2 separate regions of the Culex pipiens genome follow, and region 1 is linked to region 2. Evidence: chromatin contacts called from public Hi-C data. All regions are on one chromosome and are shown on one strand. Each heading gives the region's core, a stretch centred on a gene start, on an enhancer-like site or on the middle of the called end of the contact. The rest is flanking DNA. Distances are from core to core; before and after follow the strand shown.

Evidence for each region. A called contact is a pair of places that touch in the nucleus more often than the background predicts.
Region 1: a contact with region 2 is called in a Hi-C map of whole body, with 5 times the contacts expected there. The contact joins the promoter of LOC120432524 here to the promoter of LOC120417207 in region 2. A contact is called at or near these places in 3 of 3 Hi-C or Micro-C datasets (embryo, whole body and whole pupa).

What each region holds. Positions count from the first base shown.
Region 1 is chr1:111,598,975-111,606,557 of TS_CPP_V2, forward strand. It overlaps LOC120432524, which reads right to left and starts at 3,889. Exons shown (of 2, transcript XM_039597742.2): 1 at 3,211-3,889; 2 at 2,641-3,150. The coding sequence starts at 3,522. The coding sequence ends at 2,707. It overlaps LOC120432523 (ABC transporter G family member 23), which reads left to right. Exons shown (of 11, transcript XM_052706506.1): 11 at 1-1,829. The coding sequence ends at 346. LOC120432522 (huntingtin) reads left to right here and starts at 5,925. Exons shown (of 11, transcript XM_052706505.1): 1 at 5,925-6,200; 2 at 6,262-7,583. The coding sequence starts at 6,133.
Region 2 is chr1:111,407,850-111,415,398 of TS_CPP_V2, forward strand. LOC120417207 (cilia- and flagella-associated protein 58) reads right to left here and starts at 5,056. Exons shown (of 6, transcript XM_039579173.2): 1 at 4,671-5,056; 2 at 4,242-4,591; 3 at 3,560-4,186; 4 at 3,377-3,504; 5 at 2,029-3,323; 6 at 1,540-1,969. The coding sequence starts at 4,793. The coding sequence ends at 1,769.

The DNA.
Region 1 (7,583 bases), core at 2,639-5,138, 190 kb after region 2:
CGTTCTGCTGACCATTCTGCAGGGTCTGTGCGGTATGTGCTTCGGATTCGTGATTTCCGCCATCTGCGAACTGGAACGGAACGCCATCCAGCTGGCGCTGGGTTCGTTCTATCCGACGTTGCTGCTCTCCGGAGTGATCTGGCCGATCGAGGGTATGCCACTGGTGCTACGGTACGTGTCGCTGTGCCTTCCGCTGACCTTGGCCACCTCGTCGCTGCGATCGATTCTGACCCGCGGCTGGAGTATACTGGACGAGGACGTGTACATGGGCTTTGCCGCGACGCTCATTTGGATCGCACTCTTCCTGGTGGTCACGATGATCGTCCTTAAGCTCAAGCGAGGCTAGAGCTCGTACTGTAGGATTTTGTGTTTGTTTAGGAATCATTATTTATATGAGAGCGCTTTCACACCCCGGCACTCAACATACCATCATCACGCTTTGTGTCGGTGCACATAATCTTATGCTTTGTAAATTTCATCTTGGAAGACGTATACAATTCCAAAAAATGGGGCAAGCTGCTACAAAGTGCCCCTAACATTGACTGGGAGCGAGGAACATGTCCTCAAACTTACCATAGTTTTGCTTCCCTGCGTTCACCGCAACCGCTGTGCCCAGAAGGCACAGCTCTACCACAGCGCACCACATTGAACGCACCCACCACACGCACACTCTTTCGACTTAGGACTTTAGCACGTAAGCACAACCCTGCTGCTGCTGCTTCGGAGTGGTGAACCTAATCCGTCCCTCTTCCCCGAACACCCCTTTCTCACCCTCGTACTCTATTTCGGTTCATTGTTTATGTGACCAAACTTAATTTGCTCAATTTTAAGACGTAATTAACGCCTCCGACTTTCGAGTTGGTCCACATTGACCGCACACTGCACGAACAAGCACAATAGAAAAACCTTAAAGTGTGCCAGCCCTCGTTCTCGCGAAAGTGACGGAACGAAACAAACACACACACATGTATCAGAAGAAACAAAAGCAAACCAATAGTTTTCAAACGAAAGGAAAGAAAAATCGAAGAAAACAATGATTGAACTGTGATTATAACTTTTTTTTTTCTTTTTTTTATATACGAATAATACCTGTTAGACCATTTTATACGCTAACAACGAAGAGGAATGACCCCTTTTCTGCGCGTGTAGGGAAAGATTTATAATATTACGCGGAAGGATGAAGGAGAAGAAAGAAAAAAAAAACCATAGACTTAAACAGTGTAAAACAAGCAATGAGGATTTTGTAATTTTTGTTCTTGGTGACATTTTCCGCCGAGTGTACGCGGAGGAGCAGGATGAAAACAATTTCATTAGATTTTGTTGTTTTGTGTAAAAAATGTAGGAATTTAATGTTACAAGCGGCGGAGAAACATCACCATCAGAACCATCAAACATGCATGGCATATGTAATCTAGTTTTTATATTTTGTGAAGGGTTTAATGAAAGTGAAAAGATACAAAAAAAAATCGCAAAAATAAGCAATCCATCCATAGCTGTAATTTGTTACTGTCCCGCCCCTCCTCCTCCGTCTCACTTTTCCCCTCCTGTCTAATGCAGTGTCGTGGAACCTGTCTAACCTGATTATTTGCTACGCAAGTCCTGGCTTTGGGCTGCGCCGCAAGTGTTGCTAACCTTAATATATAAACTAGGCGGTTTTATGACAGTGGACTTGATTTATATTTTGTTTTTGAAAATTTAGGGCAAAAACTGACACACACAAAAACATAACTGGAACGTTATTGACGAACGGACAACTTTAGGCGAAAGGGAGTAAGAAAACGACACATTTTGTAAGAAGGATCGTGAATAAAGTAAACATAAAAATTAAAGTGGTGCCTGGTGTTGTTAAATATTTCTGATGACAGTTTCCCTTTTAAAATGAGGAACGTTTGCCTTCGCTACAGCAATCCGATTTTGACTTTTGGTTTACTTGCATTTGCGTAGCGTGCGCGTTTGCTTGACATTCTACCGAAATCCCGATCACTTCCATCACGACTGCATTCAAACGAATGCTGTCACCACGCAGCAACGCACTAGCGAGAAAGGGAGAACTAAGAAGGAATAAAAACATGCGGCTTCGGATCGGGCGGCTGCTTGAGTGTTGAGCTCGGTTTAATTCGTTTCAACTTCGTGTGCGTTCACTGACGGTCACTTCGTAATGACGATCAGGCGCTGTGAGTGTACATTCAAGTTTCGTTGGCGATGATGAATACTGACTGAAAGCACTTTCAAATGTCTGATCATCACAATAAGTGATTACTTTTAAAGACCTCAGTACAATTAATTGCGATTGAACACAGTTTAGAGTGTTGATGTACAGCACGCAGAAAAATAAGGCATATTTGAATCAACAAAATGTTTTGTTGATTTGAAATCAAGATTTTTGTTGAATCAACGCTAAACGTCAAAGCAACTTTTTCAAAACAACAAAAGATTTTTGTAGAATTGAGAAAATCATGGTTTGTTTCAACGCAAAATCGGCGTTAATTATATTCAACAAAAAATTTGTTGAATCAAACCTCGTACAGGCTGATTCTACAAAATATTTTTCTGCGTGAGTGAGTAGATTTGACAGTTCACGCGAGAACGTGAAATAAGACAAAGACACGATCAGAATGTGTACGATCGAGAAAGGAACAGATGAAGCTGTTAGATTTATTGAGATGTATGAAAATGTTACAACACTAAGTTTCTAAATTTCCGCACTCAACACACGGCATCGCCGTACGTCGACTGATCGAGCACGGTTCGGCTTGAGCAGAACAAATCTGCCACGATCACCCGCGAGTGAAAGGAAATGATGCGCAGATCTCCAACCGGCGAAACCTGCAGCGAATTGGCCAGTGCGTCCGTGCTCCGCACTCCCAGCAGTGGATGGCTCGGTCCCACCGGACTCCGTAGCTCGCCGGTAATTGGGTTGTACGGGTTACAGCGAGCTCGCGCCAAAATGCACGATGTCGCGTTGACGTAGAACCCGACCCGCTGGGACTCAATGTTCAGGTCCTTGTTGTTGAGCGTCTGCAAGATGCACTGGTTGATCAGCGAGTTGGCGTTGGTACGCCGTACGCACTGGACAAACTCGCAGTAGCCGGTGAAGCAGTTGGTCCCGAGGGTCGGTGCCGTCGTCGGACGCATTCCGGTGGTGATGGCCTGGGAAAAAAAAACAACGTAAAGAAATGTTCCAAAGTCTACACCCCTCTAACTATCCACCGCCAACCCAGCTGCGCAAAGGGCGTAGCTACCGTTCATCAGGTACAACGTGGCGCACTGACTGATGGCCAGCAGCTGGGTTTGACCCGCCGGGAGTACTCCGGCCCGGAAGAAGCACCCGTAGCACGCGTCCCGCGACGTTATCGACATGGTCTGGGTGGCGTTGCACAGCAGGTTGAACAGCGATAGGAGTTTGTTGTTGTTGGCGGCGCAGACGGGACTCTCGTCAGACCATGGCGTGATGTACTTTAGCCCGTTGACGGTGGCGGCTACGATCAGAAGGGTCATGGCAAGTTTTTTGAGGAGCGCCATTTTGGGTGAGGTGTGACCACTGGGAGGTTCAACGATCGACTGGTGGCTTGCGTTGGACGCAAGTCAGAATGGGATGATTGCCATCGTTATTAAATTAACCGGTCAGTCATTCTGGCGTAGGTGACAATGAGGTAACGAAAGCATCCGGAAGTGCTGAGTTATGCTGCGACAGGTGCTGATAATAATGGGTTGCGTTCGACACGCTGTTATGATTTCACTTTCACTCTTGTAGTCTCGGTGTGATGTTACGTGAGAAAAGAGTGATTTATTAGGCGAACATAAACTGATTCATTGTGAAAAAATTCAAATGTATTCAAAAATATGAACTAACTCACAATGTTCAATTGATTGAAAAATGTCAGTAGGAATTAACAAGCAAGAACCGAATACTTGATCTGTCAGACTTAAGAGAATTTTCTCTATTATTTCATTGGTATCAAAGATTAAATTTGGTGTTATCCTGATCTTGATGAAAATAGATCAATTTTTTGCTAAATATTCAAGTTTATGCTATTGCGCCTACTCACCATTATTGATCTAATGATTTCAATAATGATATTGATTTTTGTCAATGCTTTCATCACGGGATTATTTGGGACGAAATTCTTAGGATTTTTCTGAAACCGAAAAATCTTGAATCTCGGTTTTCCCGGAAGTAATAAAATAAATGCAGGAGTCAGGATATTAAGATTTTTTCTGAAAACAGTGGAACAATTGAATATTTACTAATCAACAGGATTTTAAAATTTTATTGAGCATTAGATTGGCTTAGGGGAGAGTGGGGAGACTTGATCCCCGGGGAGACTTGATCCCAAGCCTGTATCTCGTCAGCATGTGGGTAAAACAATTAGCTTTGTTCTAGAAAGTTGTTGTTACGTTTTTTAATAATTTTTAAATTCGTAATAATTTGGGTTTTGAAGTGATCAACCCCCGGTGGTTGGTCACTTTTTCGTTTGACACTTTTTTAAGTTTGTACCCCGTTGGTTGGTCAAAGTCAAACTAAAAAGTGACGAACTGTCACTTTTTACATGGCGTTCTCGCACACTATCAAAACAAACGTTTGGTAGAGTGTGTGAACTCCGTGTAAGAGAGGTGTCAAACTAAAAAAAGACCCCGTTCGTTTGACAACAGATGGTGTCATACCATCGGGGTTGGAGTGTATTGTTATTCTTCTTTTGTTAACGACATTTGGGGTGAATCTGGACGAATATAACGAATGGAGCACCCTATTCGAGTGGTAGAAATGACAGTGGTCCCATAAGGGACCATCCACAAACCACATGAACACTTTTTTGGAATTCTCTTGTCTGATCACGCCTTCCGTCGGATGGGGAAGTAAATGTTGGCCCGGACTAAGCTAAAGGTTAGGTTGTTAGCTCAGTCCGGGTGTAGGAGTCGTCTCCCTGGGTCCTGCCTCGGTGGAGTCGCTGGTAGGCAGTTGGACTTACAATCCAAAGGTCGTCAGTTCGAATCCCGGGGTGGATGAAGGCTTAGGTGTAAAAAGCCTTCGAACACCTAGTTTCGAGTAAGAGTCTCGCAATCGAAAACGCCAAGGCAGCGAATAATTTGATTCGATAATTTAATTGGTCAGGAGTAAAAAAGACGATGACAGGCCCGAAGCCAAGGGGTGGGCGAAGTGCGAAGCATTCAGCGAAAACTGTATCATCAACAGACCCAAAATGATTCAAAACAAGTCACTTCAGCAACAACAAATATGTCACGCTTGAGCTTGAAAGAAGCCTTCACGTTACGCATTCTGTCTTTTAAGCACCAAGATAAGCACTTATATGCAAAAGACCTTGTGTTACGCGTCACGAGGGGGGGGGGGGGTAATGAACGCTCCCATAGAAGGATTAGCGCTCATGGGGGAAGACACTTTCAAGATTTTTATCATGAATGACATCTCCGCAACGGATTGATTGAAATTTGTTTACTTCGCTAGTTCCACTAGTCACCACCTGCTAGGCAAATGACGCTATTCTTACCTTGCATGCGCTGTTTTCATATCTGTCCATTCCCTCGTTTCTTGTTTTGTTTTGATTATGTTGCTTTCTGGACGACTTGTTGATGCTAGTTACACCAAATAAAATTTATATTTTCGTTTTACCAAAAAATCATCAATTTCCTATTTTATTTGAATTTGTACAGTCATATCAACATTCAAGTTGATTCAGTAATTTCATTGAAATTCATCTAAATTAAAACACATATTTTATGGTGTCAAAACATGCCTCCCCTCAATATGAGGGGTGGGACACGAAGTAAACAGCTGATGAAAACGTAAACATTCCACCAGCACATGCGCACACACATTCGGCTTCGAAACGTCATTTGTCATAACAAACAAACAAAAAAGGAATAATTCGAAAACATTCAATGATGCGTCATCATCAGCTGTCACGCCCGCCCGTCATTGAATGTTATCATTCAGATAGATACTTTCTCGTTTTGCAAGGTGTAACAGTGGCAAAACATTAGTCATTGAGGCGTTTCTATTTTCTCGGTGTGGGTTATTGTAGTTTGTGCCGCGTAGTGGCGTCACACTTGACTATTGTGGTTTGATTGTAATTGGGGGTTGTCCAGCCCCAACCGTTGAAAGTGACCATCGAAATGGACAAGTTGTCGGTGTTTAGCAGCTTGCAGAAATCGATCGATACTCTCAAGGCAACGGGATGCAGGTGAGAAAAAATTAGTTGATTAAGGGTTGGCAATTGTTAATTTCGGCATATTCCGCTTTAGTTCCAAGGAGAAAATTCACCACTTTGGGTTGATCAGCGAGTCGATCGTGTCGGTGAGGTCGGGCGTTGGAAGTGCCAACTTCCAGAACCACCTCAGTTCGGCTGTCGAATGTTTGCTGGCGTTTTGTGAGGAGTCGGACTCGGGGGTTCGGATGAGTGCGGAAGAGAACTTGAACAAGATTGTTCGATTTTGCGAGGGGAACGGAAGTATCGTTCGGGTTCAGATTGATTTGTACCACGAGATAAAAAAGAACGGTAATGAGCGATCGCTGCGAATCAGTTTGGCCCTGTTTGGCCATTACTGCGGAGCTATCAAGCAGCGAAAGGGTAAAACTTTCGCGCAGAATCTACTGCCGAGTATTTACGCGATTTCGAAACGATCCGAGACTCAGGTTCTAGAGAGTTTGAGCACCTTTTTAAAGGTGTTCACCGAACGTTTGGAATGCTACATGACCGATGGAGAAGTGCTGAAGATGACGGAAGTTTTCGTCGAGGATCTGGCAGCCGAGTGTGCCACCAAGCGACGTTGTGCCGCGCAGAACATCGATTACTTCATAGCGGGGTCACGGTGTCCGGAAATATACGCCAACAATGCGTTCAACCGATGCATCGAGATGCTGCTGAAGAACCAAGGACAGAACGCGGCTCTTGGAGTGCTAGCTTGCTTTCGAGGAATTCTGCCGCTGGTACTGAAGCACTCCAGCGTAGAAAAGTCCATCGAAACGCTCGATTTGGTACTCCACTTCTTGAAGGACGGATCTCACAGCGTAATCAACGCAGCCCTCGAGGTCATCAGTGTAATCTTCGGCAATCTACCAGCTGCGGTCAAACAAGTCCTGCTATCCCAAGACGTAGATCACCGAAAGTTCCTGCTGAAGCGCAAAACCCTTAAAAACTCCGTTTTCAAAATCAACCTCAGCGAAAGCATGCTCAGCTCTCGCAAGTCCAGCACCGACGCCCGTATGGACTCCCTGAACCCACGTCACGCCGGAATGTCCTTCCTGCAGGTCAGCTCGACCCCTACAAAGTTCACTCCCGGCGACGACAAATCGCTCGCGTCCGCGTCCGACTTCGAGCTAGACTCGTTCCGCAGCATGGAGTTCGACAACTCGTCCAACTTCAGCCCGGAAAAGGACCCGCGATCCCCGCGATCCACCCAGCCTCCGGACACGATATCGCTGAAAAGTCAAAAATCAACCGATTCCATCGGTTCCTTCATCAACACATTCCTCACCACGAGCACTAGCGCCGGCGAATCGGTTACCAAGTTCTTTCGCAAGTCGTTTGATTCGCCGGTGGCATCGGCTTCGGCGCACCTTCCGT
Region 2 (7,549 bases), core at 3,806-6,305:
ATAGATTTCTTCGTACTGCTAGTAAAATCCACGTGAAGTCGTGAACCTGCTCTGACATCACTCAGGGGTCATCCCTCGCAGGCGGCCATGATTGGAAGTGTCATTAGGCGGGCACGTGTGCGTGTATGCCTGTGTGTTCGTACTGATTAAAGCTGAAAAAGGCCAAAAGGGCATCAATTCATTTGCGATCGGAAACTAAATGGGGAGGTGGAATTGCACAAAAAAAAAGCAAAACTTAATCAAGGAGTGGCTCCACAATGACAGCGAAATGATGGCAGGCTGACATTTCACCCCACTCACACAGACGATGCCAACAATTGCCATCCAAGGGAGAGGGCACCTTAATTGCACGTTACTTTGTCTATTGCGCGCAACAACACAACCACAATCAGAGTAGGCGCCCGGCACCGGTGATCAAGGAAAAGCCAACTTTGTTCCGTGCGCGCGGGACTTTAATTTTCCGGTGTCGCATGCAGGTAATTGCAAAAAATGTGTGTGACTGGCTGTGTGACTTAAGCCATTATCATAAGTGATTGCAGCATGGCGACGAGGTGATTGAATTTTCAATTAAGGTCCAAATGATGGGCAAAGTTTGCGTTGCATCAGCAGTGCATTTTCGTTCGCGAAGCGAAGTACGGTCTAATTTCAGAAACCGCAAACTGCGAGATGAAATGATGACCGTTGCAAAAGAATGTTTGCCTGCTTTTGAGAGACACTGAGACGCAAAAGTGAAAACATGTTGAATCATTCCACATCGAAGCGAAGAACAAGACAAAAAAGCAAGCGCGATATAATGACGATCTTTGCTGAACGAAGCATTACAATTATTTGCAATTAACAATGGACACGGCTAGGTTAGCGATTCTGGGAATTACCTTTTTATTTTGTTTAGCTTGTAGTTTAGTTTGGTAGAATTTCTTTTTGTTTTTTTTTTTGAATTTGAAGATTGAAAATAAGTCTGAATTTATCTTTCATCATGATTTTAGCACCAGATTGCCCACTCATGTCGATAAACACTTTCGTAAACAAATTTGTCATTGAAGCATATGCCGTCGCGCACCGTTCGTTGTATCAGCTGAATCGGAAAACCTCCTCAATACACAGGTCGCGATCTTGCTCTTCTCGTCGCGTCACACGTTGCATGACTCTTGGTCTCAACCTGTCAATCTCACAGCCGCGACAACAATCGGTATAAATCTAAAGTCGTCGCAGAACCTATAATTTGGCGAAGCCCCCCAGAACCTTGACTCCCGCGTCGTCGTCGTGTTTGCTATAAAGCCGGCCATTATGGCGAATGTCGCACCATTGAAAAAGGAAAGCATGCGCGGCGATTTCTACGGGGAAGTGAATTTTCAACAACCGAAACCCACAGCTTATTAACCTTCACCTTGTTCAGCAAGAGGGGGGCTTCATCCAAGCAGGCTATGGATGATTGGTAAGCCGACGAGTCGCATCGCAGCGCGGCCGGCGTTGCCCTTCGCCGGCTACTTTGATTTTGACGGTCAACCGGTTTCGTTGTTATCACAGAGCCGTTTCGGAATCATTGACTTTTTTTCCTCACTCTTTCAAATATTTATTTGTCACACCAGATACACACACACACACTGGATACGAAAATGTAAATTTAAAGATATTGCTAGGAAACGGCGAACGACACCTGTGGTGGTGCCTCACCTTCCCGGTATGCAGATGAAGGAGGTTGAAAATCTGAAATTCAATAACGTTCCGTTCGTAATTGGTCGCCGCTAATCACTGCCCTGTCCTCGTTCTAGCAGGTCACCTTGTACCCGGACCCCATCATCCGATAGCCGGCACTCTTGCTGCCGTGGTTGGTGTTGGGCCGCTGTTGAGCCTGAAAAACGATCACCTCTCCGTGGTGTGACTGAACGCGACGGCTCCCACCACCACCGGAACCAACCGGAACGAGTGCCGAGCGAACCGTTTCCGCCAGCTTCTGCTTGTCACGTTTCTGAAAGAAGATTGACGTTAGTTTTGTGTTCTAATTTGCGTCCTCTCGGCGGTTCTCACCTCCCTCACGAGCTCCTTCTTCGTCTCCAGCAGTGACTTCTTGAGTTCATCCACCAAGCACTCTTGGCTTTTGCTGTCCACCTCCTTGATCCGAATCTCAGCCGAAAGTGCTTTCAGCTTCTTCGTTCTAGCCGTCAGCACCCGTTGCGTTGCACACAGTTGTTCCTTCATCTTCTGGTGCGGCAGCTTCTCCACCACTTCCTTCAGCTCACCGTACATTTTCTCCGATTCCTCGATGGTCTTCTCCTTCTCCTGTACCGTCACCGATTGGTACAGCACTCGGCGCTGCAACGTCTGCACCTTCACGATCAGATCCATCTTTTCCGGATCCTTGCCGGTCAGCTTTCTCCAGCGGTGCACGTTCATCGGTGTCAGCATCTCGTCCTCCAGTGCCCGAGCCTTGACGCGTTCCTGATTCAGCACTCGGTTCAGCTGGAGCACCTCCTGTCGCATGTCCGCCGTATTCGCCAATCCCCTAGCCAGCAAATTCCTCTGCGATCGCAAGTTGCTGATCTCAATCTTGAGCAGTCGGATGTCATCCAGCCGATCGCGATACTGACTCTCGCCCCGATCCAGCGCCATGTTCAGCATGTTTAACTTCTCCGTCATCGCGGTAATCTCCTCGACCTTCTGCGTCAGCTGCACCTTAATCAGATCCTTCTCGTTGATCGATCCGTCCAGCTGCTTCTTCAGCCGCACCATGTTCGCCGCATCCTCCGTCAGCGTCTTGTTCAACCTCGAGTTCTCCATCATCTTCTCCGACAGTTCCGACTTGGTGTGCTGCAGCGTTATCGATATGTTCTGCACCTCCGACTTGAGCGACTGCTTCTCCTTCTCGATCTTGTCGATCGTCTTGTTCGCCTTGAACATTTCCGCCACCTTTGTCGCGTTCTCATCCTTCAGCTGATCGACCGCGTGCACCGACGACTTCAGCCGATCCTTCAGCCCGTCGTTTTCCTTCATACACGTCGCCAGATCCCGCTCGAAGATGTTCCGCTCGCTGCGCGTCAGCTCCAGCGAGTTCTGGCACTGGAACAGTCGCGATTCCGTTTCCTTCAGCTTCTCGCGCAGCTCCACGATCTGGTTCTGCTTGTACAGCAGGTCATCGTTCATCTGTTCCAGCTTGTCCGACAGGTTCTGCACCTCCTCCGCGTTGCGGTCGCGATCCTTCTCGATCTTCATCATCACCATGCTCTGCTTCTGCGTTGCCGCCATGTGACCCTTGATTTCGTTCTCCAGCGTTTTTTGCTGCTTCTCCAGCAGAATGATCTGCTCCTGCAGATCGGAGATTGTCTCTGCAGAAATAGGAAGCCATTAGCACTTTACCTTCTACGGTTTTGATACTCACTGTTGGTTTTGGCAAGATCCTTCCGGGCAAGATCCCGCTCGCGAAGCACCGCATCGACTTGCTTCTTGGAAGCATCGAACGCCTTCTTGGAAACATCTCGCTCCTTCTCGAAGGTGACGATTACGGTCCTGTCAATGAAAACGTGTTAATTTCAGTGAATGCCGAAATTGTTCTCCGACTCACTTCAACTTGGACACCTCCTGATCCACGGTACACTTTGACGTCTCGATCGTCAGTATTTTCTTCTGCAGCAGTTCCTTGCTCTTGGTCAGCTTGGCGTTCTCCAGCCGGAACTTGTTGTTCTCGTCCTCCTTCAGCTTCAGGATGTTCACCTTGGTGTTGAGCTCGTTGGTGACCTTTTCCTTCAGCTGGACCATGTTTTCAAAGTCACCCTGCGCCTTCGCCAGCTTCACCTGCAGCAGGTTGTTGCTCGTGGTGAGCCGTTCCAGCGTGGTTCGGATCGCGGCCATCTGCATGTTCTGCTGCACGGTCGTCTTGTGGCTGGCTTCCGCTTGCGCCTTGAAGTGTTTCGCTTCATCGGTTTTGATCGCCAGCTCGGACGTCACCTCCGCGTGCTGAATCTGCAGGTTCTCCAGCATGCGCTTGTCGCGGAACGCCTCGTTCGAGGTCTCGTCCAGCACCTTGTACAGTTCCTTGACCTTGGTCTCGGTGTCGTTGCACTTGTTCTCCAGTTCTTCGATGTAGACGCGTTGGGTGTGAAGCCGCCGATTGAGTTCTTCAACTTCGGCGAACAGTCGGTCACGTTCCCGAAGGATGCTCTCCTTGTGCTTGCCCATCGCAGCTCCAACCCTGTAAGAATCAACTTTTCAGCTTCTCCGTTTTACCCTGGCTCGCCCGTACTCACTCGTCATCCTTGTCCCCGTGGCGGTCCGAGTCCGAGGAGAGCTTCTCCAGCTTTTCGCGCATCTGGTTCATCGTCTCCTGGGCCGCCTGCTCCCTCGTTTGGGCCGCATCGGCCCGCTTCCAGGCGCTCTCGATTTCCGCCCGCAGCGTCTGGATGGTGTCCTGGTCGCGCTGGGAGATGGCCAGCGCTTGGCCCACTCGGCCAGCGGCCGCCGCAACTTCGTCCTGCATTTTGGCGATTTTGTCCTGCTCGTCGAGCAGCTGCTGCCTCAGTTGCTGGCTGGTGAGCAACAACTTCTGAAAGTCCTCCGCCAGCGCATACTGCTGGTTGCCCTGCAGGTCTTTCACCGTCTGCGAAAAGGGGAATTCCAGGACAGGTCAAAATGTAGGCAACCCAAAAATAAAGATGGAACCAGGCCAGGTCACTCACCAGGTTCGCCTTGGCACACATCTCCTCGAAGAAGTCATCGGTGATATCCTTCGGAATGAGGTCATCCTCGAAGGTGGACTCCGGGGCCTGCGAATCCTCGCCACTCTCCTCGATCTGGTCCATCGCTACGAGACTTCCCGGAAACCACTGCAAATCTTCAACCTCTCAAAAGATTCGGAATTTTTGTGGAAAATTTTCTCAGTAATTTATCCGCTCCAAACAACCCGCGCTAGACTTCCATGGGAACCGGGGTGCGCGCCAACGGCGACGGAATTGGGACCAAGTGACGCAACAGGTTGCTGTTGGAGGAGTTTGGGATTGTTTTCAGGTTTTTCGTGCCTGTCAACGGCATGCAGCTGTCGTCACATTGACACGGGTGGGACACGTGACCTACTTGGATACATTTGGGTTTTTTATGTATTTTAGGTTTGTTTTCAGATGGAATTTCCCAACAAAACCTAATTAAATAACTATCGTGAAGTTTAATAAGTATTATTTAAGAATTACAGTGAGTGGAGAGTTATGATCAAATCATTTTTTTGCTACACGGAAAAAAAAGTGTTCCGGAAATCATGCAAATCGTACCATGAAATCGTGAATAACGCGATGTTTGCTTTACGAATTTTTGAACTATGCATATTGGGCACGAATTATCCAGGAATCATGAATAAATATGCATGACTTTCCATGGCCGATTTCACTCGTAAACGTGAATAATGTTCATGATTTCATGAAATAGATGCATGTAGGCGTGAAAAATATTCACGATTTTATGAATAAAAATTCATGATTACGATCGAAAAAATATACATCGTGAATAAAAAATCATGATTTCATGCATAAAATTCATGAAATCATGAATTTTTATGCATGAATTCGTGCACAGAATTCATGAGTTCTGGAATATTTTTTATGATTTATTTTTGAAGGCGTAAAAAAATTCGTGAAATCATGTATAAACTTCATGAAATCATGCATAAATTTCATGAATTCGTGATTTTTTTTTATGAAATCATGAATTTAATTCACGTTTACGAGTGTATTCGGGCATGTCTAATCATGCATATTTATTCACGGCTCCTGGTTTATTCGTGCCCAATATGCATAGTTCAAAAATTCGTAAAGTAAAACTCATAATATTCACGATTTCATGGTACGATTTTCACAATTTCCGGATTACTTTTTCTGTACATTTACCATATCGTTCCACTGGGTGCAAATATCGGAATTGACAAGGAACCCTGTTTTGTGAAAAAACGGAGGACATTTTATGTGATGCCAATGTACTCTGGCCCCACCTGGCCACTATGGAACCGGTCACCGGTTACCGGTGGTCACTGGGGACATTTCGGAATGTGCAAGGAACCCTGTATTGTGACATATCAAAATTCATGAAATTTCAAACTGTGGCCATTGCATATGATGCCAATGTACTCTGGCCCCACCTGGCCACTATGGAACCGGTCACCGGTTACCGGTGGTCACTGGGGACATTTCGGAATGTGCAAGGAACCCTGCAATGTGACATATCAAAATTCATGAAATTTCAAACTGTGGCCATTGCATGTGATGCCAATGTACTCTGGCCCCACCTGGCCACTATGGAACCGGTCACCGGTTACCGGTGGTCACTGGGGACATTTCGGAATGTGCAAGGAACCCTGTATTGTGACATATCAAAATTCATGAAATTTAAAACTGTGGCCATTGTATGTGATGCCAATGTATTCTGGCCCCACTTGGCCACTTTGGAACCGGTCACCGGTTACCGGTGGTCACTGGGGACATTTCGGAATGTGCAAGGAACCCTGTATTGTGACATATCAAAATTCATGAAATTTAAAACTGTGGCCATTGTATGTGATGCCAATGTACTCTGGCTCCATCTGGCCACCTTGGAACCGATTACCGGTCACTGCAGAAGAATTCTAAATTTACAAAGGTCCCAGTTATGTGATGTTCAAAAATGCCTTAAATAAATGAAAAATACAATCATAACTTTAGTAAAACCAACATTCAAAACTTGACATGAGCATTTCGGAAAAGTTAATTGGGTACCGATCGTTAAAATATTTGAAATTCGCAAAATACATAAAATAAATAAAATGCTCAAAATACTTAAAATACTTTTATGTATACTTTATTACAGAGTTTTTAAGCCAAAACTGGTTCAACTCTTTACTTAAAATAATTAAAATACTTAAAATACTTAAAATACTTAAAATACTTAAAATACTTAAAATACTGAAAATACTTAAAATACTTAAAATACTTAAAATACTTAAAATACTTAAAATACTTAAAAAACTTAAAATCCTTAAAATACTTTAAATACTTAAAATACTTAAAATACATAAAATACATAAAATACTTAAAATACTTAAAATACTTAAAAGACTTAAAATACTTAAAATACTTAAAATACTTAAAATACTTCAAAAAATCAAACCATCCACATTAACGACCCCCGGGTCTTTTGTGGTCTCTATTGCAAGTTTCTGCTCGAACCTAGGAGTCCGAAGGCTTGAATGGGGAGAGCACCCAAACCTCTTTTTACTCCAAGGAACCTTCCAACCCCGGTGTTTGAACTGACGACCTTTGGATTGCGAGTCCAACCGCCGCCAGCGATTCCACCGGAGTAGGTTTGGTTTGGTTTGTTGTTTGTACTTATGGCATGGAGACGACTCCTACACCTGGAATGACTTAACGGCCTAAAAACCAAGGCCGGGACCGACATTTTACTTCCTCATCCGATGGAAGGTTGCAGCAGATGGTAATCGAACCCAGAATCATCCGCTTACAAAGCGGACAGCGTAACCATTCGGCCACGCACTGCCACTTAAAATACTTAAAATACTTAAAATACTTAAAATACTTAA